Regions from separate parts of the Mus musculus genome. Here all the other regions are linked to region 6. Evidence: chromatin contacts called from public HiChIP or PLAC-seq, Micro-C and promoter capture Hi-C data. All regions are on one chromosome and are shown on one strand. Each heading gives the region's core, a stretch centred on a gene start, on an enhancer-like site or on the middle of the called end of the contact. The rest is flanking DNA. Distances are from core to core; before and after follow the strand shown. Region 1 holds the start of Ddn (dendrin). Region 2 holds the start of Cacnb3 (calcium channel, voltage-dependent, beta 3 subunit). Region 3 holds the start of Tmbim6 (transmembrane BAX inhibitor motif containing 6). Region 4 overlaps Fmnl3 (formin-like 3). Region 5 has its middle 12 kb from the start of Nckap5los. Region 6 holds the start of Dnajc22 (DnaJ heat shock protein family (Hsp40) member C22). Region 7 holds the start of Adcy6 (adenylate cyclase 6).

Region 1 (2,700 bases), core at 155-2,654, 290 kb before region 6:
CACCTCCTAAGAGTCCCCGTCCCTGTCTGAGACCCCAAGCTCCTAGAACATCCCGGTAGATTCGAGGATCCAGCCTCTTCTTCGTGCGCCCTCCCTCTGTCCTGGTGGTGGCTGGAACTGGGGCTGATGAGGTGGGCGCCCGGGAGAGCTCCGGGCCTCGCTTAGTCCCCAGGGTCCTGTGGGGACCTTCATAAGAAGGTGGAGCCACATAGGGTGGCGGCCGGTCCCAGCGGCGCCTTGGGGCTGTGCCTGCAGAGCCTCTCAACAGCAGGTGAGCCTCGTAGCTAGGGGGCCCTGGCCTTCTGCCTCCCCATGGCCCCGCCCATGCAACCCCTGGGTCACCCTGCGGGAGCACGGATGGTCGGGGCGCTCGCCCCACCTGCCCGAAGCGCTCTGGTCTGGAGAAAACTGGAAACCCTGTAGGTTGGGCTGCCCGAAGGGCGTTCCGGGGCTCTGGGCGGGGCTGACCTAGGGGACTCCGTCGGGCCCCGCCAGCCTTGCGCCTTTTTCTCTCGGTCTCCTTGGCCTCCCGCTCCTGCGACGCCGCCTTTCTTTTCTCTTGTTCCCGGGCTCGGACCTCGGCGGGGGGGCCCGCCCGCCAGTTGGTTGCCTCCTGCAGCACCCTGGAGGCCCAGGGTCGGCGGGGTGGCGGCTCAGGGGATCCCGGGCGCAGCCTACACCTGGGACAATGAGCAGGAACCCAGGTGAGCAGTTTGCGGGGACAGAGAGCCGAGGTCCGGGGAGCTGGGAGCACTGGAGACCACTTGGGGCAGCCATGTGGGAGGGTTCGTGTGAGTGTCTGAGCGAGTGCACGTGCGTATATGTTAGGGCTAAAGTCGAAATGAGACTCCTCGCCATCTCTCCATGCACACTTTAACAGCGACTGCCCCCATCTCACCGCCTGCCACTAGTACTCCTGTCCCCCTAAACAGCGCTCAATGATTCAGGCCCCAGTCCTCGACGAGTGGGGGGAGGGAGGCGCGGGAAAGAGAAGGGAACAGCAGCAATTGCTGGTGCCAGCGGGGAGGTCTGGACCCCACTTCCCGCCCCACCACTTGCTGCCCCTCACCCCTCCTTCACTCACGTGCGGCTCTGGGGCCCACGGGCCCAGTAGCTGGCCTGGATGTCCATGGACTGTCGAGAAGGAGCGCGACGACTATAATGACAGGAAATAGTCTTCACTTCAATCACCAACAGCTTGGACTTCTGCACCCAGAGGCAGCTGCCGGACTCCTCATCCTGGAGCTCCCGGGGGCTGTCGGGCCCCTCGGAGAATAACGGGCCATCCAGCATCCTGCCCCACCCCACCCCGGCCCCCCACCCTCCCACCCGCCCCGTGAGCCCCCTCCCAACCCAGGGAGCCGGCGCCCACTGCAGAGCGGCAGGCCCAGGGACTGGCAACTATATATACCCGGGCACACGTGTGTGCCTGTCTGTGCGTGTGTGAGTGTGTGCTAGCGCGCGAGCGCGCGCGCATGTGACACGCCGCCGTGGACGGCTCCGCGCTGCTTCCTCCCCCATGTGCACGGCCGCCCCCTGGGGCCTGGGATTGGACGCCCCTTCCCACTCACTGCTCAGGTCCCCCAAGCCTAATGGGACCTGCGAGTGGGCGGGGAGAGACTTCTGATTCTTGCCAAGCTTACGGTGCCCTCTCCTCCAGCCCCCATTTCTTCATCCTTCCCGAAGTTTTAACCCTTTGCTTTCCTGCTTGTCAGGTTGCCTGACCACCAGTGCTCTCTCTATTCCTGCCTGCTCGCCCAGACTCCTTTCTCCGACAGGGAGTGGTGAGAACAGAACTCAAGGTCTCTGCCTGCCACTCGCTGCTGGTTTCCATGGGGTTGGGGTGCAAGAGAGGCTGGCCCACAGCTGGGGGGAGCGGGCTATTTTTAGTGTCGGTGGCATTCGGGTGCAGCTGAGATGAGTAACCAGTTCCTAAGCAGTACAGAGAAGAGGTGCCGCTTTCAGGAAGCTTTTGTGCGACTCTGGGGGAGAGCTGCTCCCCCAAGACCTCAGAAAGGTGCACCTGTATGCCTCAGCTTTCTCTGCTGAGGCGGAACTCCATCTATCCTGGCCACCAAACAGCAGGACGACTCCTACTCTAAATATGGGTGTCCTTGGGCACCCACAGAGCCTTCCCTGAGCAGCAGGCTAGCTCCCCTAACCCAGAAGCCAGGATTCTAGGGTTACACAGTTCCGTGCCCACACAGCTCTTCCAAGCCTTATGTGGGGTGCAGATAGAGTGCTTAAATACATTTGTACCCTAACAGAGGGGGATGGACTAGAGTGCTCCTGTGGCACAGCCAAATCCCCTAGCAACAGAAAAGATAAAAGTGGCCTTTCTTTCCTAGGTCGGGGCTCTAGTTCACTTGACTGGCATGGTGTGGTGCAGCTCACCTTTTGGACTCACTCGATTCTGGGGGGTTGCTGCTTGCATCCTCGGGATCCCTCCCCCTATGCCTGTACCAGGTGTCCCCTGATTCACCATGGTAATGTTAGTGGCAGCACAGCCCACGCCAACCTTCCATGCAGAGACTTAGCAACCATGCCTGGCAACCATAGCAGCAGCTCAGGGGAGGGGAGAAGTGTAGGGAGCGGGATGAGAGGGTGGCAATGGCTCCTGAGGAAGAAGGGACCATTTGCTGCTCCTGACTTTAGGAACAGAAGCCTGTGGGCTTGCAAAGTGTGTCTATCCCCATTTTC
Region 2 (2,700 bases), core at 18-2,517, 460 kb before region 6:
TAAAGTTGCCTGCCGGTCCTTCAGTCAGGAGACAGACTAGGGTGTCATTAGATGAGCCCCCCCCCCCATCTTTTTCTTACCGAGGGAACAGGAAGATAAGATATAGGTGGGAAGCCAGTTGGCTTGGGTGGGTGGTCTTCCTCTCCTTTCTACCGCACAGAACCTTCTATAGATCTCTTGAACCCTTCCCAATTGTAACCGGAAGGGTGGGCAAGTGTCCTGAACTTACACCCTCCGGGGTTTCAGGAGCTAGAAGTGGCAAAGGGCTGAGTTGAGAAAGCGAGACACCAAGCACGGCTGGTGTCTGCCTCACATCCTCTTGGGATGCCCAAGCAGGAGGTTAAAATGCAAAAGGAAAATTTTGGTCGGGGGGGGGGGGGGAGGGATGTAAAAAGGGAGCGAGCTCAAATGATGACAGCTTTTAGAAGATCTCTTCAGAGATTGCGACTCTTTCCTCGAATGGCGGGGTGGGGGTGGAGGGCGCTGACTGGTGCTGGATGATTAGAACCAGCATCCTGCACACCGTACGTAATTCTGGTCTTTTGCAAAGCGGTAGGCTTTACCCTTCTTCCTTCCCAACCTCAGCGTCAGGATCGCACCTTTGCTCCACCCTTTAAGCTCACCTAAAACAGCCCCTTTCTGCCCCAGTTCCCGCGGATGCTTTGGCAATGTCTGGCACAATCCTTGGCAGGGAAGTGAAGAAGAGAATCTCCATCCCGGCTTAACTTGGATAAAATCTGCCCGTGCAACAGGTGTGGGGAGGCCTAGCCACCGTCCCCGAACTTCCCCCTTCTTAAGGGTCGGCCCTTTACCGCAGCCCGGAACGGAGAGGGCCGGGCACCTGTTGGGGCAGGAGCTGCTTTCATGGCACGGGTCTGGGAGCTCAAAACCATTTCTCCCTAGTACCACTGCGGGGTTTGCTTTGGGTGTCTCCAGGACTTGCAGAGAGCTGACATTGCCGGATCACCTGAGACCTCTTCCCCATCTGCTGTCCGTCCTCCTTTAGATCTCCATTTTCCTGTCTCCGCGTTCTCCCTGCCTCCAGTCCTCCTCTCTCTCCAGCCATCCTCCCCGCCGCCCGCACCCTCTCGATTCTCCACCGGGCTCGCGTCTGGTTGCGGCGTCTCTCCCCTTCCCCTCCCCCGCGCCAGCCCTTTGTTTCCCGGCGGAGCAGTTCCTGGGTTGCGAGAGTCCCTGTCTCTGCATCTCTCCTCGCCCCGCCTCCTCCCCGCCGGGATCCGCCCCGCCTGCAGCCTCTCCGCCCTTCTTCCCCGCCGCCCCGGCCCCGGAGGTGCCGGGGACCCACCTTCCCGACTCGCGTGCGCCCGGTTCCGCGGCCCCGGCGGGTCCCCCCTGGCTGCCGCGCCCCCGCCGCCCGCGTCTTCCCGGGAGGGGGTCAGGTGGGCGGGCACTATTGTTGTGGGAGCCGGCGGCAGATTCCTCAGCCGCGCTGGCGCGCTCGGGGTGGGACCGGCTGGGCTGGGGGGTGGGGAGGGGAGCGGTGATCTGAGCTGCGAGCAGCTGGTCTTCGCGGCTCGCTCCTTCCTTCGCGCTCGCGCTCTCCGCCGCCGCCGCCCGCAGGGCTGCGCGGCTCGGTGGCATCTCGGGCGCGGCCCGCCGTCCTCGCCCCCGGCGCCGCTCGCTCCCCCCACCCACCCCGGACTCCCCCATGTATGACGACTCCTACGTGCCCGGGTTTGAGGACTCGGAGGCGGTGAGTGCCCGCGGGGGAGGGTGGGGGGTGGGGGTGGGGGAGTTGGGATGACACCTCTCTCTCTTCAACCCTTCCCCCAGTTCTGCACTTTGAAAAACGCCTTGGCAGCGAGCGGGGCAGCGCGCGTAAGCCGGCGGGGGGCTCTCTAGGAAAGTGGGAAGATGGTCTCTCATAGCCAGGTATCCCAGGTACTCCGGTGTGTGCACAGGGACGCTGTAGGGGGAAGGCTCGAGCAGGTGGCCCCAAAGCTCAGGACATAGGAGGCTGAGGAGGGGAGGACAGAAGGCCCCGACACCGAGGTTTTTAGAGCGAACATGGAACATTTGGAGTTCCGTATCCTGGGTTCATGGGGTCTGAACACAACAGGGAAAGCTGAGCTCCGGGGGAGACACTCCGGACTTGTGCCTCAAGTAAATGACAAATTAGGGAGCTGGAAGAACATTAGCGACTCGCGTACCAGCCTCTGCAGACAGGAATTCTAGAACTTGGTCTCTTTTTCCTCTCTGCCCACCCCCCCTGCGCATGGCCTTGACTGCTCTCACTCACCACTGCCTCTAGCTCAGCTTCTTGGAAAGGCCACCAACCACAGGGGTGGGCCATCAGACTGTGTTCAGTCTAGCCCCCTGCAGAGGAGGGCCTGGAGGTGAGGCCAGGGGAGCTCAGGGGCATGGGGATGGGAAGGAAGCTCTTTGCTCCGAGAACCAGGCAACCAATAAATATTTAATTCTTCTCTTTGCTTTTATCTCCTGACCCACTGAGACAAATCAGCTCATTAGACAGTGATTCCCGGAGCTCAGAGAGCAGAAAGACTGCCTGGAAAGATGGGACAAGAGTTGGGGGGGGGGGTCAGTGTCAGAGCCTCATGGAGTCACCAGTCTCCCCTTAGACATCCCACTCGATATGGGAAAGGACCACTAACAGGGCTTGAAAGGGTCCCCTGACAGGATTAAATCGAGCCTTTTATCTCCGGCCCAGGAAAGAGGAGT
Region 3 (2,700 bases), core at 196-2,695, 290 kb after region 6:
GATCCTCTAGCCTCCACCTCCAGAGTGCAGGCTTACTTGGTCCCCCCCCCCCCCATCTCCATCTCCACCTCCACCTCCACCTCCACCTCCTCCCATTCGATCCCCTCCTCCTCCTCTCTGTCTCTAGTGTCTCTGTCTCTGATCTGCCCAACCCCCAACCCCGTTTCTCCGTGCTTTCTCTGGGTATTTCTGGCTGTTCTGGAACTCGTTCTATAGACCAGGCTGCTCTCAGACCAGCGATCTGCTCGCCTCTACCTCCTGAGTGTGTAGTAGGTAAAAGTTACCTTGGCCCAAACCATGGTCAGCCCTAAGGGCTTTGCTGGAAGCAGAACTGAGAGGCTCAGATGGTCTTCCACCTTTCCTCTACACACTCCTCAGGCTGCCTCACTCTGGAGTCCTTCAGGGCCCTAATTCAGCATGCAGCCCTCAACTACCCAGGATCCAGCTGGAACCCATTCTATACTTGTGATTTCAGACAGTACTAATGAGTTGTGAAATTGATTTTTAAAAGCATAGGCCACAAAAAATAAAAATAAGAAAATAAAGGCTCCTGGTTTTTGGTTTTTTTCTCTCTTTTAAAATTAGCTTCACAGCTCCTTCCAACTAGGTTATGCTCCAACTAGGGAACACGCCCTAAGGGACGTGGCGAGCCAGGGAACCACCTGCTCTTTGACCGCCCTTGGCCAGGTCTCTAAAGAGCTGGTTAGGATTGCAAGACCAGGTCTTTGAGGCCGTTACACCTGACTTGCAGGGCCTTGGGTAACTACCAAAAACCACTCACTTCCATGCAGGTGGTTGTGGTCTCTGTAGCCAGTTTGCTTGGGGCTCCTGAGCTACCGGGTAGCCTCAGACCCTCCAGGCTGGGGTCCCTGGGTCCCTGTAGAATGGCTGGCCCTTCAAAGGTGCTCTGAAGCGTAAGCGCCATTATATTCAATGTTAAAAGGTCTCGAGAAAGCCGGGTGTCGGTGGCGTATGTCTTTAATCCCAGCACTTAAGAGACTGGTCTACAGAGTGAGTTCCAGGAAGGCCAGGACAGAGAAACCCTGTCTCAAAAAACAAAACAGAGATCCCAGGGAGAGCTGCCTCGCTTTCCTTCATTACCATCCCATGAGAGGCTTAAAACCAGCATCTTGGGACATTTTAGTGTCATGGGTGGGTGGTCTCACATGACAACGGTCTAAGCCTGACACGCCCCATTTCACTTTTCCTACTCCATGGGTCTGAAGCCCGACGTCCATCCTTCCTATGTAGGGGGAAGAAGGCGGAGGCCTATTGCTAAGGTGCGGGTTGGTGGCTACAGTCTTGATTGACAGGGGTATTAGCCAATGACTCTGACGAAAGCGGCTGCTGTTTATGAACGTGCAGATAACGGACAGGAGCAGTGCAGCCGGGGGCCAATGAGAACTCGCCTGGGCAGGTCTGAGGGCGGGGTTTCCCTAGGGGGCGGGTGTGGGTAGACTTCCAGCGCCAACCCCCGGAGACTCAGAGCACATCCGGTTTTAGCAGAGCAGGGAAGCTCCGGAGAGGTGGGCTGAGAAGGTACGTGCGAAACTAGGATCGGGCAAACCCGGAGTGAGGGATAGGGAGGGAGCAAGCGCGGGAGAGGGTAGTAGCTTCCGTTTTCGGACGGATCAGCTCCTTAGGCAACCCGGCCTGTTCTGCGTCGAGATCGAAGGAAAGCTGGGCGGGGAGGGACGCGGAGGAACTAATGCCGCGCATGCGCAGCAGCGCCGGCGGGGGCGAGTCTGCGGGGTCTCCCGGGCAGTTGGACCTGTGTCTGTGGCGAAGGCAGGCCTCTTAGCGACCCTCGCTTGCGTCCCTTCCACCCTCAGCCGAGTTCAGGGCTTGAATTCGGGACGGGTCCCCCACCCCTGACTTTGAGGTAAACGAAAGAGAAAGCTGTGTCGTTGTGGTCACCCCGCCCCACCCTGCGATCGCCTCTCGGCTGTTCCTTCTCGGGTTCCTCTGCCTCGCCTGGGTGAGCCGTCGGGGTTGGGGACTTGAGGTAGGCCTGGTTATAAGGCTGCCCTGTCACGGCGGGCCAGGTGATGTCACACTTCTTTATGACACTCGAGATTCCTTAGTTACTTAGAAGCCAATGGTAGAGGCCGAGGTGAGAAGCCCCGGGCTTAGCCTGGCTCCCCAGGCCCACGGAGCAGCCCCACTCTGATCTGATTGGTTGCCTCTGGACAGGTGAGGTGGCCTTGATTGCTTCGTCCTGAACCCTGGGTGAGTTCCAGAGTCTGCCCCGGAAGGGCGGCGATGGGTACTGTTTTTCTTGGACTGACTGATAAGTAGGCTTTGGCTTGCCTGCCTTCGTTTCTTTCCTTTTCTTTTTTTTTAAACAACAAAAACAAAAACAAGTTGTCTGGTGCCAGGCCAGGTTGCTTTGCCTGTCCAACCAGGCTTGTGTTGGCCAAACAACAAAACCACTTTGAACTTGAGACTCTCCAGTTACACAAACTACCTGTGAATGTGTAACACTTCGGACGAGCTGACTGCCTGAAACACAGACAGGAATTTGAAGGCTGAAGGTCAATGCCAGACTTTGTAGTTACTTATTAATATTTGTATGTGGTTTACCTTGTGGCTGTATGGGTATCTTAAGAGAGAGGTATGATTCAGGAAGTCCCTGAATTGCCCAATCACGTTTTCATGCCTTCTGCTAACACACTTAAGTCAGTAGTTGCTACATTTATT
Region 4 (2,700 bases), core at 1-2,500, 260 kb after region 6:
ACTTCTCTGTAACCAGGCTCCTCTATTCCAAACGGCAGCTTCCCAACAGCCGGCTCATTCTCCCTTTTTAACCTCGTCCCATCCTGCTCGGTCTGCAGCGCCTCCTCTCCTCTGGACTACCCTAGTCACTTTTAAGACAAGACTTAAAGCAGTACCTGACTTCATTCCTGAACCAGGCTGATCTTGCCCTCCTCTGACTCCTGTGTGGTTACAACTGACTGACTGACATCTCAGCACCTCAAGAATTCCCTCTGAGTGGCTCTTTTGTTTTCTTTTTCTATGGAGACAAGGTCTTGTGTAGCCCAGGCTAGCCTGGAACTCACTATGTAGTAAAAATAACCTCTGACCCTCCTACCTTAATCTCCAAAGTGCAGAGGTCACAGGAGTGCACTACATGCTCATTTTATGGATCAAACACAGTGCCATACACATGCTCGATAAGTACTCTACCAATTGAGCTACATCCCGGCCTCAAGAGTGTTCTTTGTTTCTTAGAAACATGTAACTGAGCAAGGCAAATCGTATCCTCTTATGGGGAAAGCCAACTTTGACGCTCATGCTGGGCTTAATGCTCCCGTTCAAAATACAGTGCTCGGCGCTCATTTGTCTCTCCAACTCAGGCAGCATCATTTATATATTTGGCACGCTCTAAAGCGCTCAGGAGAGTGCCTTGTGCATAGAAAGGAATGACTGAACAGAGTAGATCTGAGACTTGCCAATCTAAATGAGGTCTTTGCTTGGCTCTCTTAATCTATTCTTTGCTCCCAAAGACAATCCTATTTTTGTTTTTGGTTGGGATTCGTGAGATAATATTCTGCTGTATGTCCCAGCTGCCTCTAAACTCATTACCCAGCCCAAGCTGTTTCAAACTCACTATGGCTCTCATGATGACTTAGACCTGATCCTCCAGCCTCCAAGCCACCAAGTGCACGTGCCATCACACCTATATTGTAATTACCTTTTTTTTTTTTTTGACAGCTTCTCATTATTCCAGGTTATCCTTGAACATGCTCTATAGATGAGGCTGGCCCTGAACTACTGGTCTTCCTGCCAACATCTCCCAAGCACTACGATTACAGGTGTGCGTCACCCGACTGTAAACAAGAGGTCAACTCTGGGAAGAGGAGCGTGTAAAAATGTGGACTCGAGCCAGTGTGGTTTGTGGCTGTAATCCCGGCACTCAGGAGGATGAGGCCCAAGTGAGACACCTGTGTGAGCCAGTGAGTTCCAGGCTAGTTCGGTGCCATGCAATGTGAGATCATGTTTCAAAACAAACGGAAATACAACATGGCTTTGGAGTCAGAAAGCTTGGATGCAGACCCTGGTTACTTACTAATTCTTTAATCCTGAATCATTTAACCTTCCTGGACCTCAGCTTTCCCATCTACGACACAGAAATAACTGCTTTAGTCTGGAGCTGTGGCTTAGCGGTAGATCATATGCCTTGCACGCTTGAGACCCTACATTCAGCTTTAGCATGCACACAAATCTAAAACAACAAACAAACAAACAAACGAAAACAAACAACCCAAAAAAAAAAAAAAAAAAACTCCTGCTTTACACAGCCATGATGAAGGAATAAGACAGTTTGTGCCAAGTAACTGCTTGGGGCTGGCATTCCACTACCATCCAGTAAATATGATCAAAAGGTGATCTGGAACATTCCCGTGGTGGAAGGCCACTGGATGTCATCTGTCCCACTTTCCAGAGTGGCCACGTTCATTACATTGTCTTTTTCTGTTTTTCATTTTTTAAAGCACTATTAGTTATCCTTTTCCTAAAAGACAAGACTCTAGAGAACAATGCTGCTACAGGGTCCTGAGGAGCCCCGGCTCAGCTAAGTCAGAGCTGAGGCTCACTGTCTTTGCTGATGTCACTGCAGCTTCACCAAGGCGAGACGTGCAAGTTTAGCTGGACCTAAAATGAAAGAGACTAAAAATATACAACCTGCCTGAGTCCAAGGAACCAGGATGCCACTCAACAACCTAAATTGCAGCCTTGGGGCAGATGGACATCTTTCTTCTGTAAGAGCCAATGCCCAGGTCGCCACAGGCAGGTGACAGGCAGGAAGGAAGGAGCTACCAATCCTATGGGTGTCCCCCCCTCTCTCCTGTTCATCTTTTGACTGAGTGCAAAGCAAGAGAAATTTTTATCATTACCATTCAAAGTTGAAGTTCCCTCCTCCAACTCTATTTTTAGTCTTCTATTTTCCTTAAAAGAGTAATACATAATATAAATATATTTTTTTTGATAAATTCAATCTTCCCTGATGGTCAACACAATTTGGTTCTGATTCTTTTAGGCCTTTTCTCTACATAAGTAAGTACATACTCTATCATACAGCATTACTGTCTGAACTACCTCTTTAGATTATTATTTTTGTACATGCACACACTCCTATCTTGGAGATTCCCATCAGCTACAGATAGTAAATGATGCTTACCTATACCAGGTAGTTAGCTGTACAATGATAAGCAAACATAATGTCCCCACCCTCAGGGAGTCAGTAATGTAGGAAAAAGGATAAATAAGTAATTAAGTAAATAATCTCAAGATGAAAAATAACACAGAGGAATGAACAAGATTCTAAGATAGAATCGCTTCTCAGCTTTTTGGCTAAAATCAAGGGTAGGACTCTTAGGTAGACAGTCATAAGCAGGGCTGGGAAGTAGGTGGCGATTGCAAAGCGGAAGCCCTGAG
Region 5 (2,700 bases), core at 155-2,654, 320 kb after region 6:
TACATATTTTATTTTAATTAAATATATTTATGTGTGAGCAAGTACGTAGCACACAGAAGTCAGAGGACAACCGATGGCTGTCTGCTCTCTCCTTCCACCATGTGGGCCTGGAGAAGTGAGTCAGGCTTGGTGGCAAGGGCCTTTTACCCCTGAGTCTGTACAGGGGTCTGACTGTTTTTGAAACAGGGTCTTCTGTAGCTGAGGCTACTACATTCTGCAGCTCAGGAAGGCCTGGCCTCCTGCCTCCCAGATGCTGATGCCAAAGTGTCAACACCTCACACCTGGCTTCCAAAAGACCATTTCTTTCTTTTTTGTTTTTGTTTTTTGTTTTTTTTTTTGGAAACAGGGTTTCTTTGTGTAGGCCTGGCTGTCCTAGAACTCACCCTGAAGACCAGGCTGTCCTAGAACTCATAGATCTGCCTGCCTCTGCCTCCTAAGTGCTAGCACGCTGGGCCTTGCTTTCTTCTTATGACAATCTATTATTGAACCTGCGATTTACCATTTGACCCAACTGGCTACTTATCAAGTCCTGATATCCACCTGGCTTGGCCCCCTCCCCCACCCCCAAGTGCTGAGGTTATAGACACACACCTTCAAGCCTGGCTTTTATGTAGGTGCCAGCTATTTGAAACTAGGGTTCATGTTCCCACAAGCAAGAACCGTACCCTGAAACTGGACAGAGGGCTGTGAATCAACCCAGATTTGTAGGTCTTTAATAATTAAAACGTTTTTAAAAAGCTGGTCCCCGGGGCTGGAGAGATGGCTCAGTGGTTAAGAGCACTGACTGCTCTTCCGAGCCAAAGGTCCTGAGTTCAAACCCCAGCAACATGGTGGCTCACAACCATCCTAATGAGATCTGACTCCCTCTTCTGGTGTGTCTGAAGACAGCTACAGTGTACTTAGATATAATAATAAATAAATCTTTAAAAAACAGCTGGTCCCCTTCCCTAAAATCACAGACGACCCCACAAGTACTTACCGTGAACTTTTGGCTTTAAGAGATTTATTTATACACTTGAATTACCCCAGAGAATAAGGGCGGGGATCTAGAGCTGGGGTTTGCTACAGAGCATGTTTTCTTTTTTTAAACTTTTTTTTTTAAAGGAAACAAAACATACTATTTGTGGGGGGGAAAAGTAGAAAAAAGGAAATAAAATAAACCCCTGGCAGCCTTAGAGAGGCTATTTTTTTTTTCTTTTTCTTTGTGTGTGTGGGTGTCGCGGAGGGAGGGGTGGGGGCGGGGGGCTTCCTGCAAAAGGAGAGGTGCCAGTGTGCGGAGCCCGCCTCTTTCCCGCCTTTTGGCTTTGGCCTTTTGGGGGAGGGCAGCTGTCTGGCAGTCTGAACTTCCTGTGTTTGGGAAACCCGGCTGAGGTCTTACATGAACATTCGCCCATTGTTCTTGAGGAGAGTGAGGTCACAGTAACTTTACAAGCAGCTGTTGCAAACCGAGACACCAAGTGTTCTGCCCCAGCCATGATCAAGGAGGTTTTCAGCAAAGCTTTCCTTGAGCGCCAAGAAACCGGGCTCCCTGGAGTATCAATAAACCCACATGCTCCCGCCCTCAAATTCTTTCAGTTGGAACCGAGCCCTGGGTCCGGGGAGGGGGGCCATTGTCATGTGGGCTATGGCTGACTGGGATCAGGCAGGAGTTGGGGGAGGGGGAGATTGTCATGTGGGCTATGGCTGACCATGGTGGGCAGGGCTGCCTCCCGGGACCACTATGGTTCCTGCAGCCTATCCTGCCCTGGGACATTTCTCCAGTCAACTCATTCTGACCCAGGGACCGAGGTGGCACCTGGTATTTTCAAATTCCTAGCATACTGAGCAGACCCTGTCGAGAACATGGATTTTGGTCTTAGCTTTGAAGTGAAGATGAAAGCCCACCATGCCAAACTCCTTTCCAGGAAGGAATGGGATCTAGGAGGCCAACGCAGTTCTAACAGGAAATGATGTAATGCATCAGGCTTAGGGCAATAACAGGTCAAGAAACCAGTCAGGAGTTGGTCAGAAACCAAGATGCAGACTTCCGTTAGTACACCTAGGAAGGGGCAGGGACAAAACTGCATTGTCAGACCCTGTTCTGGTCTTGTTAATTTCTTCAGTGATGGCGTCAGCTAAGGGAAGATGGCAGATGTGGGCGGAGCGTAGAGCGTGAAGGAGAACAGGGGCGGGGCCACCTGGCCTCAGGCTGCTGATGGGGCGGGGCCACCTGGCCTCTCAGTCTAATATACAGATGAGGAAAACCAAGGTTTGTAGTGATAGGTTTTTTTAGGAACGCCAGCTCTGGTGATAAATATCCTTGGCTTCTAGTGCTCCCGAGTCATATAGAGATGGTTTATAAAGCACGAGGAAGTGAGTTGAGAGACAGCATAGTGTGCCGGTGTGAGGGTAGTCCTCTCAGGCTCTTCCCCTCTCGGCCTGGGTAGTCACTGACTGTCCCGTGTCTATATATAAAGCCAGTGGGACTGCTCCGAACTGGCCAGTCCCCAACCTGGAGCATAGAGAGGTTTGAGCGCATGATCACAGGCCTCTTCCCCATCTTTCTCACCAAGGCTGCATGGCCTTGTGTGCCCTCTGGTCAGTGACATCCTCTGGGCTTCAGATCTACACAGGTCACTGTAAGTCACCTTCTAGCCAGCTCCTCCAGGGGAAGGGCACAGAGCCTCATTAGAGCACCCGAGGGTCCCTGGACCTACCCAC
Region 6 (2,700 bases), core at 186-2,685:
GCGCTTACATTGCCCTTGGGTCCCAGGGCTCTACGGCAAAAATCTGCTTCGCTCCCTCCCCAGTCCGTCCTTTCTAGGCTGGGCCCGAAGCCTTCATCCCTTTCGCGTTTTTGGACACTTCTGGGCCCCTCCTGCGAGCAGGAGACCTGGCTCCCCGGGGTCCCCTCCCCCTCCAGGCGGTTCGCACTGGGCTCCCGGCTCCCGAGCGAGTTTGTTTGTCCAGCGGCGGCGGCTGCTTCTGCCCGCGCTGTTTGCCAAGCTTAGCGCGCCGCCGCGCAGAGCGGGCCCAATTAAGTCTCATTCATTATTCAGCGCCCCCGTCCGCCCCCCGTCCCCAGCCGTGGCTGGGTTGTCGTTTTGTCGCCCCTCCTCAGCCCTAAAGGGGCCATATCTAGTCCCCAGCTAGAACTAGACGTTGGAGGGAGCTAAAACATTCTGCCCACTGTTGACAAGTGACCCTAAGTGAAGCCCACCGGCTCCATCCCTACCTCTAATCAAGCCTGGGGAATTTCGTAGATCCAAGCTTCTTTTAAAAGAAACTGAAGCTCAGGAAAGGGTGTGACTTGGCCAAGGTCACGGAGCTGCTCGGGGATTGTAGCCCGGGATGTTGAAGGCATCTTGTAAGCCAGCTCCATTCCAGCGTCCAAGCGAGAAGGCAGGCTCCTCTCCCCCGAGTCTCCCTGGGTTTGCCCTTACTCTTCTGATGGCTCGCCCCCACCCTGTATCCCTTGCTGGTGTGGGTTCCCCCCCCCCCCTTTGCTTCAGGCTACAAGGGTCTGAACAGCTTCTGGCTCTATGGATTCTGGGCTATGCAGGCTCAGACTCCCAGGTCTGGCTGTGGAGTCCCCTAACTGGAAGGCCTGGAAGCAAGGTAGTGAGGCAGAATTGCGGGTCTTGAGGGGCTCTCTCCTTCACCTCTGAGTGGATGTCTCTCCTTTAAGAAATTAGACGTGATCCTATAATGGCCGTCTTGGAGTACAGAGAGAAGCGAGACAGGGATCACCTCCCATTTGTGGCGGAGAGGAGAGGAAGTCGAGATTTTTAATTTTATTGATAGAGTCGCCCTTTTTCTCCCGCCAGGTAGCTGCACGGTTCGGACAGCTTTGACCAGGAATGTCCCAACCTTGCAAAAAGGAGATCTGGGACTTTTGGGGACCCTCCCTTCCGTAAACGGCAGCGCCATCTGGCGGTGTTAATGAAGTGCTGCAAGAGGTGCGCACTGCCGGGAGTGGGGCGCGGTTCCAGGCCCTACAGTGTAAAACTGGGTGAGTCTGGGGAAAGCTTCCCGTAGAGAGGGCGATCAGAGCCCAGGAACACAGGACCGGAAGGTGGCTACGAAGGGGCTGACCAGGGCTTTCGGGGCGGGGCCTGCAGGAGGTGGCCTGACTTCAAACACAGTCACCCAGCACTGAGGGACAAAGTCCACTTGTGTGGAGGTGAGAGCAGTTACAGAGGGGCCATTTTGAATCTGTGTTCAAAGGCAATGGCTGTTCTGAAGCAGCCTGGAAGCCTGGGCTGCCAGGTACTGCGGCCCTGCTGGGACTGCCTGAGGGTGAGTTTGCTTGAAGTAGGTAAGACGATTGGCAGGCAGATTTGATATTCTGAGGATTTTTGCGGCCGCTTTGTAGAGTGCCTTCGATCTGGTTGATAGGGATAGGATGGCTGGGCTGTGGGGTGCTAAGGTCTGGGTCAAAATGTTCTCCAGAACGTTTAAGTGGAAGGAGTTCAGGGTCCCTTTCAAATTTGGCTTGTGGGAGAACGGCATAGTCTGGGGAGATGGGAAAGCTGGAAAGGGCTTTGGCCGAGTTACAGAATGCACCCGCTTACACACACACACACACACACACACACACACACACACACACACACACACACACACACACGATGTTAAAGGAGTGAGTTTGGCTAAGACACTGGCTTTCAAAGGGGTTTGAAACAGTGAAAAAGTATTCTCTTCAGCCCTTTCCTGTGAGCCATTACTATTCCAGAGTCTAAGGGGAGGATAGAAATTTAAGCTTCTTTTTTCCCCCTTCTTATTCTTTCTCAATTTTACTTTATGTACACGGGTGTTTTGCTTGAACCTTTGTGTGTGCACTGCATGCACTCCTGATATCCTTGGAGACCAGAAGAGGGCATCTATGAGCTGCCATGTGGGTGCTGGGAATTTAAACCCCAAGTGACCCCTGGGTCACCCGTTAGTCCCAAGCTTTTGAGTTGTTGTTGTTGTTGTTCAGGCACCTAGTTCTCAGTGTCCCAACTTAAAGTCACTTAAAACATTCTCTTCCTGGGGGTGGAGAGATGGCTCAGCCGGTTAAGAGCACTGACTCTACCTGGTGGTTCACAACCATCTGTAATGGGATCTGATGCCCTCTTCTGGTGTGTCTGAGCACAGCTACAGTGTACGTATGCATAATAATGAATAAATCTTAAAAACAAAAACATTCTCTTCCTTGGACATGGTGGCACATGCCTATAACCTCAGCACTTGAGGAGGTAGGGGCAGGAAGACCAAGATGTCCTCAGCTATGGCCGCATAAGACCAGTTTGGAACGTGCAATAAGACTGTGCCTCAAATATCAATAAATTAATAATAAATAAATGAAAATATTTTAATTGAAGCATTTCCTCCCTTAAATATGGAGTCACTGTGATTGTAAATAACAGGACTGGGGTGCTAACGGAAGATAGGAGACATCTAGT
Region 7 (2,700 bases), core at 78-2,577, 490 kb before region 6:
AAGTTACTGTTAAAAAGGTATGTACTGTTCCAAGCAGGGAAGGGCATGAAGCCCAAGTACCCAGCTCCTCACCCCAGGAGCCCCAAGCAACTTTCTCTTTGTTTTTGAGGCCATGGTGGGCTACAGGCCACAGCTTCTGGCAAGGAGCAGAAAGGCCTTGCTTATGGAAGCTTTGCAAAACTACCTACAGCTGCTTCTTCGTAGGAGTAACAACAGGGCTTGAGTCTCAGAGGTTACCAAGAGGTCAGGGAGACCTGCACATGGCATGTCTACTGACCTAAGCCAAAGAGCTGAAGACTGGCCTGTGGTGACACACTACAGACCTGTTCCTCGTCAATGCTCACTGATACAAGTCCCAAGCAGAGGCTAGCCCGTGAAGCTTGGCCTGATCGATCTAGACATGGCTATATCGATACTGTGTCCCTCCATCAGCAAGTTCTCTTTCCCACCCTCACTCTGTCACACCTACCTGCTTCCAAAGGAAGGGGTCGCTGCTGTTGAGCTGCCAGGCCAAAATCAAATGCAGAGTAGAGAGGCCCAGGCCGCTGAGTACTGCGGCTCGCATGCGAATGGGAAGAAGAGTGTAGGTGATGTAGACGAAGAACACGGGGCACCAAAGGCCCGCCGAGGGGCTGTGTGGATTGGCTGCCAGGGCACCCCCGACTTGCACGGCTGCTAGGATGCCCAGGACCACATAGCTCACCACCCACATGGAGTCCTGGCGGAAGCTGTGTCGGTTACACACCACCATGAGTACCACAAAAAGGACAGAGGCACAGGTCAGCAGGGCCACGTAAGCAGGCTGAGGCTGGGCAGGCGCAGCGTGGAAAGTCAACAGTACAGCCATGAGCAGCACCAGCACCGCCATGAGCAGCGTGAGGCTGCTCTGGTTCATCTGGAAGAAGTACCGCTGGTACAGCCGCTCCAGCTTGGCAGAGCGGAACTGCTTAGACTGGAACACCTGCACAAGCCGGTGCCAGCAGGACGGACCGCTCCGAGGCGATGTATCCGGTGCCACTTCAGCTGTGCCCATCGGTGTGGTCACCTCAGTGTCGTCAAACCCCAAGGCCACTGACCGCAGCCCCAGCTCCACACCCCTGCCCGGGCCCGCCCTCCTGATGAAGGCTTCATCCTGCCAGGGGCACCGAGTGTGAGCTGCAGGAGTGGGGCTGGGTGGCTCCGCATTCTTGAGGCAGCTCATGTAGCGAGGTGCGCAGAAGCCACTGGCTCGATTCGCGTGGCGTGGGCGCTTCTGCCCATTGCGTTCCCCCCAAGCTGTTTTCCGTTCATCCACTTTGGGAACCAGGAGGCCACTAAACCATGACATGCTGCTGGGAGGAGAGACAGGGAATGGTATTAATACCACTGCGTGGCCACAGCCACCATAGTAGCCTGTGACCTGAGCGCTTCCTACAACTCTGGTCTTCATTCCCACCATCTTCCCCCCCTTCTCCCTCTTGCTCCAGCCCTGCTTGCTTGCTTCTCGTTGTGGATGGTTGTGAGCCACCATGTGGTTGCTGGGACTTGAACCCATGACCTCCGGAAGAGCAGTCAGTGCTCTTAACTGAGGAGCCATCTCACCAGTTCCCATTCCCACCGTCTTGATAAAACTGCCCCAGGAGAGGCAGCTGCACCCCCACTCAAAGGTAAGGAACACAGACACATGGAAAAGACCCAGCAACCATATAAGTAAAGGATCTGAGAGCTAAGTTTTTAAGAGCACTCCCCATACTTCTGAAGGACTCTGGTTCAATTCCTAGCACCCACAAAGCAGATCTTACAACTGTTTATGGCTCCAGCTCCAGGGGCTTTGACTTTCTCATGCAAACATGCATGAAAGCAAAACACCAATGCACATAAAAGCATATTTTAAAAAATTGAGCTGGGTGTGGTGGCACACGCCTTTAATCCCAGCACTCGGGAGGCAGAGGCAGGCAGATTTCTGAGTTCGAGGCCAGCCTGGTCTACAAAGTGAGTTGCAGGGCAGCCAGGGCTACACAGAGAAACCCTGTCTCAGAAAAGAAAACAAAACAAAAACAAACTACACACAAGCCTAATACATCTTGTCAACAGAATATGTTCTGCTGTGAACTGTTGATCGTTGACCTCTACACAAAAGGGATTCTTTCCATATCCTTCCTTCCTTCCTTCCCTCCTTCCCCCCTCTCTCTCTCTCTCTCTCTCTCTCACACACACACACACACACACACACACACTCTTCAGCAAACTAAATTCAATTTCTCCCACAGGTCACAGTTTAAACGTTACTTCCTCACGGAAAATTTCCCAGCCCCACCCCTAAGACTACGTTTGGTCCAGTTTAACCTCTGTTCATCTCCTCCACAGTACTTATTGCCATTATAATTAAATCATTTCTCGTTTAACGTACGCCTCCGTCCCGGGGACTACAAGCTTTGTGCATGTAGAAACTATACCTATTTTTGTCAGCACTTCATCTCCAGAGCTATTGGGGCTAACAGTAGGTGCTCAATAAACGTAGGAGCAAACAATAAGGAGGAAAGGAGGGAGGGGAGTGCGGCTCAGTGGTAGAATGCCTGTTTAGAACACACAAGGCGTTGGGTTCCACACTTAGTATCACAAAGAGCTGGGTGGAGAGCCGACAAGGAGAAAGAACATGAATGCTTTAGAGCAGTCCACATGGAATAACTAATAACCCAGCTAATTCTGACAGTCCAGGTC

The links. Promoter capture Hi-C pulls out the DNA fragments that hold promoters and counts their contacts. A called contact is a pair of places that touch in the nucleus more often than the background predicts. HiChIP or PLAC-seq counts read pairs in DNA pulled down with a chosen protein or histone mark.
Region 1: a Micro-C map of embryonic stem cells shows a contact between it and region 6, with 5 times the contacts expected there. The contact joins the promoter of Ddn here to the promoter of Dnajc22 in region 6. A contact is called at or near these places in 10 of 39 promoter capture datasets (embryonic stem cells, epiblast stem cells, liver and 2 more), 1 of 15 datasets of contacts at CTCF or cohesin (stem cell-derived epiblast-like cells), 27 of 484 Hi-C or Micro-C datasets (B cells, differentiating embryonic stem cells, embryonic ectoderm and 3 more), 5 of 115 datasets of contacts at active chromatin or transcription factors (all in embryonic stem cells) and 3 of 9 other capture datasets (adipose tissue, embryonic stem cells and pancreatic islet).
Region 2: a Micro-C map of embryonic stem cells shows a contact between it and region 6, with 5 times the contacts expected there. The contact joins the promoter of Cacnb3 here to the promoter of Dnajc22 in region 6. A contact is called at or near these places in 1 of 39 promoter capture datasets (neural stem cells), 10 of 484 Hi-C or Micro-C datasets (differentiating embryonic stem cells and embryonic stem cells) and 5 of 115 datasets of contacts at active chromatin or transcription factors (embryonic stem cells and pancreatic cancer cells).
Region 3: an H3K4me3 HiChIP or PLAC-seq map of embryonic stem cells shows a contact between it and region 6, with 5 times the contacts expected there. The contact joins the promoter of Tmbim6 here to the promoter of Dnajc22 in region 6. A contact is called at or near these places in 9 of 39 promoter capture datasets (the 3T3-L1 cell line, embryonic stem cells, hippocampal neurons and 4 more), 3 of 484 Hi-C or Micro-C datasets (CD8 T cells, cortical neurons and nephron progenitors), 12 of 115 datasets of contacts at active chromatin or transcription factors (the NIH/3T3 cell line, bone marrow-derived macrophages, cardiomyocytes and 7 more) and 2 of 9 other capture datasets (adipose tissue and embryonic stem cells).
Region 4: a contact with region 6 is called in a FOXA1 HiChIP or PLAC-seq map of pancreatic cancer cells. The contact joins the enhancer-like site here to the promoter of Dnajc22 in region 6. A contact is called at or near these places in 13 of 39 promoter capture datasets (the 3T3-L1 cell line, 3T3-L1-derived adipocytes, the HPC-7 cell line and 9 more), 1 of 484 Hi-C or Micro-C datasets (embryonic fibroblasts), 4 of 115 datasets of contacts at active chromatin or transcription factors (embryonic hindbrain, extraembryonic endoderm stem cells, microglia and 1 more) and 2 of 9 other capture datasets (adipose tissue and embryonic stem cells).
Region 5: an H3K27ac HiChIP or PLAC-seq map of embryonic stem cells shows a contact between it and region 6, with 5 times the contacts expected there. The contact joins the enhancer-like site here to the promoter of Dnajc22 in region 6. A contact is called at or near these places in 1 of 484 Hi-C or Micro-C datasets (embryonic stem cells) and 4 of 115 datasets of contacts at active chromatin or transcription factors (embryonic stem cells, extraembryonic endoderm stem cells and stem cell-derived neural progenitor cells).
Region 7: a contact with region 6 is called in a promoter capture Hi-C map of embryonic stem cells. The contact joins the promoter of Adcy6 here to the promoter of Dnajc22 in region 6. A contact is called at or near these places in 5 of 39 promoter capture datasets (embryonic stem cells and liver), 2 of 484 Hi-C or Micro-C datasets (both in embryonic stem cells) and 2 of 115 datasets of contacts at active chromatin or transcription factors (embryonic stem cells and pancreatic cancer cells).

The regions. Positions count from the first base shown.
Region 1 is chr15:98,806,521-98,809,220 of GRCm38.p6, forward strand. Ddn (dendrin) reads right to left here and starts at 1,405. Exons shown (of 2, transcript NM_001013741.1): 1 at 1,085-1,405; 2 at 1-680. The coding sequence starts at 1,293. B130046B21Rik (a long non-coding RNA gene) reads left to right here. Exons shown (of 3, transcript XR_003951472.1): 1 at 1-704; 2 at 1,716-1,802; 3 at 2,349-2,700.
Region 2 is chr15:98,633,500-98,636,199 of GRCm38.p6, forward strand. Cacnb3 (calcium channel, voltage-dependent, beta 3 subunit) reads left to right here and starts at 1,268. Exons shown (of 13, transcript NM_007581.3): 1 at 1,268-1,714. The coding sequence starts at 1,670.
Region 3 is chr15:99,391,502-99,394,201 of GRCm38.p6, forward strand. Tmbim6 (transmembrane BAX inhibitor motif containing 6) reads left to right here and starts at 1,446. Exons shown (of 10, transcript NM_026669.4): 1 at 1,446-1,539.
Region 4 is chr15:99,357,936-99,360,635 of GRCm38.p6, forward strand. All of the region lies in intron 1 of Fmnl3 (formin-like 3), which reads right to left. Among named protein-coding and RNA genes, the nearest start is that of Gm22951, 8.8 kb to the right of the region's middle. Within about 2 kb of position 1,251, at least 17 of the 459 cell types and tissues checked have an H3K27ac peak or open chromatin away from gene starts, as enhancers often do. A contact at or near this core is called in pancreatic cancer cells, where this site is marked.
Region 5 is chr15:99,419,272-99,421,971 of GRCm38.p6, forward strand. No RefSeq gene overlaps it. Among named protein-coding and RNA genes, the nearest start is that of Nckap5los, 12 kb to the right of the region's middle. RefSeq lists an enhancer at 683-2,286. Within about 2 kb of position 1,405, at least 174 of the 459 cell types and tissues checked have an H3K27ac peak or open chromatin away from gene starts, as enhancers often do. A contact at or near this core is called in embryonic stem cells and stem cell-derived neural progenitor cells, where this site is marked.
Region 6 is chr15:99,098,049-99,100,748 of GRCm38.p6, forward strand. It overlaps Dnajc22 (DnaJ heat shock protein family (Hsp40) member C22), which reads left to right and starts at 1,436. Exons shown (of 3, transcript NM_176835.2): 1 at 1,436-1,552.
Region 7 is chr15:98,603,405-98,606,104 of GRCm38.p6, forward strand. Adcy6 (adenylate cyclase 6) reads right to left here and starts at 1,328. Exons shown (of 21, transcript NM_001368413.1): 1 at 470-1,328. The coding sequence starts at 1,327.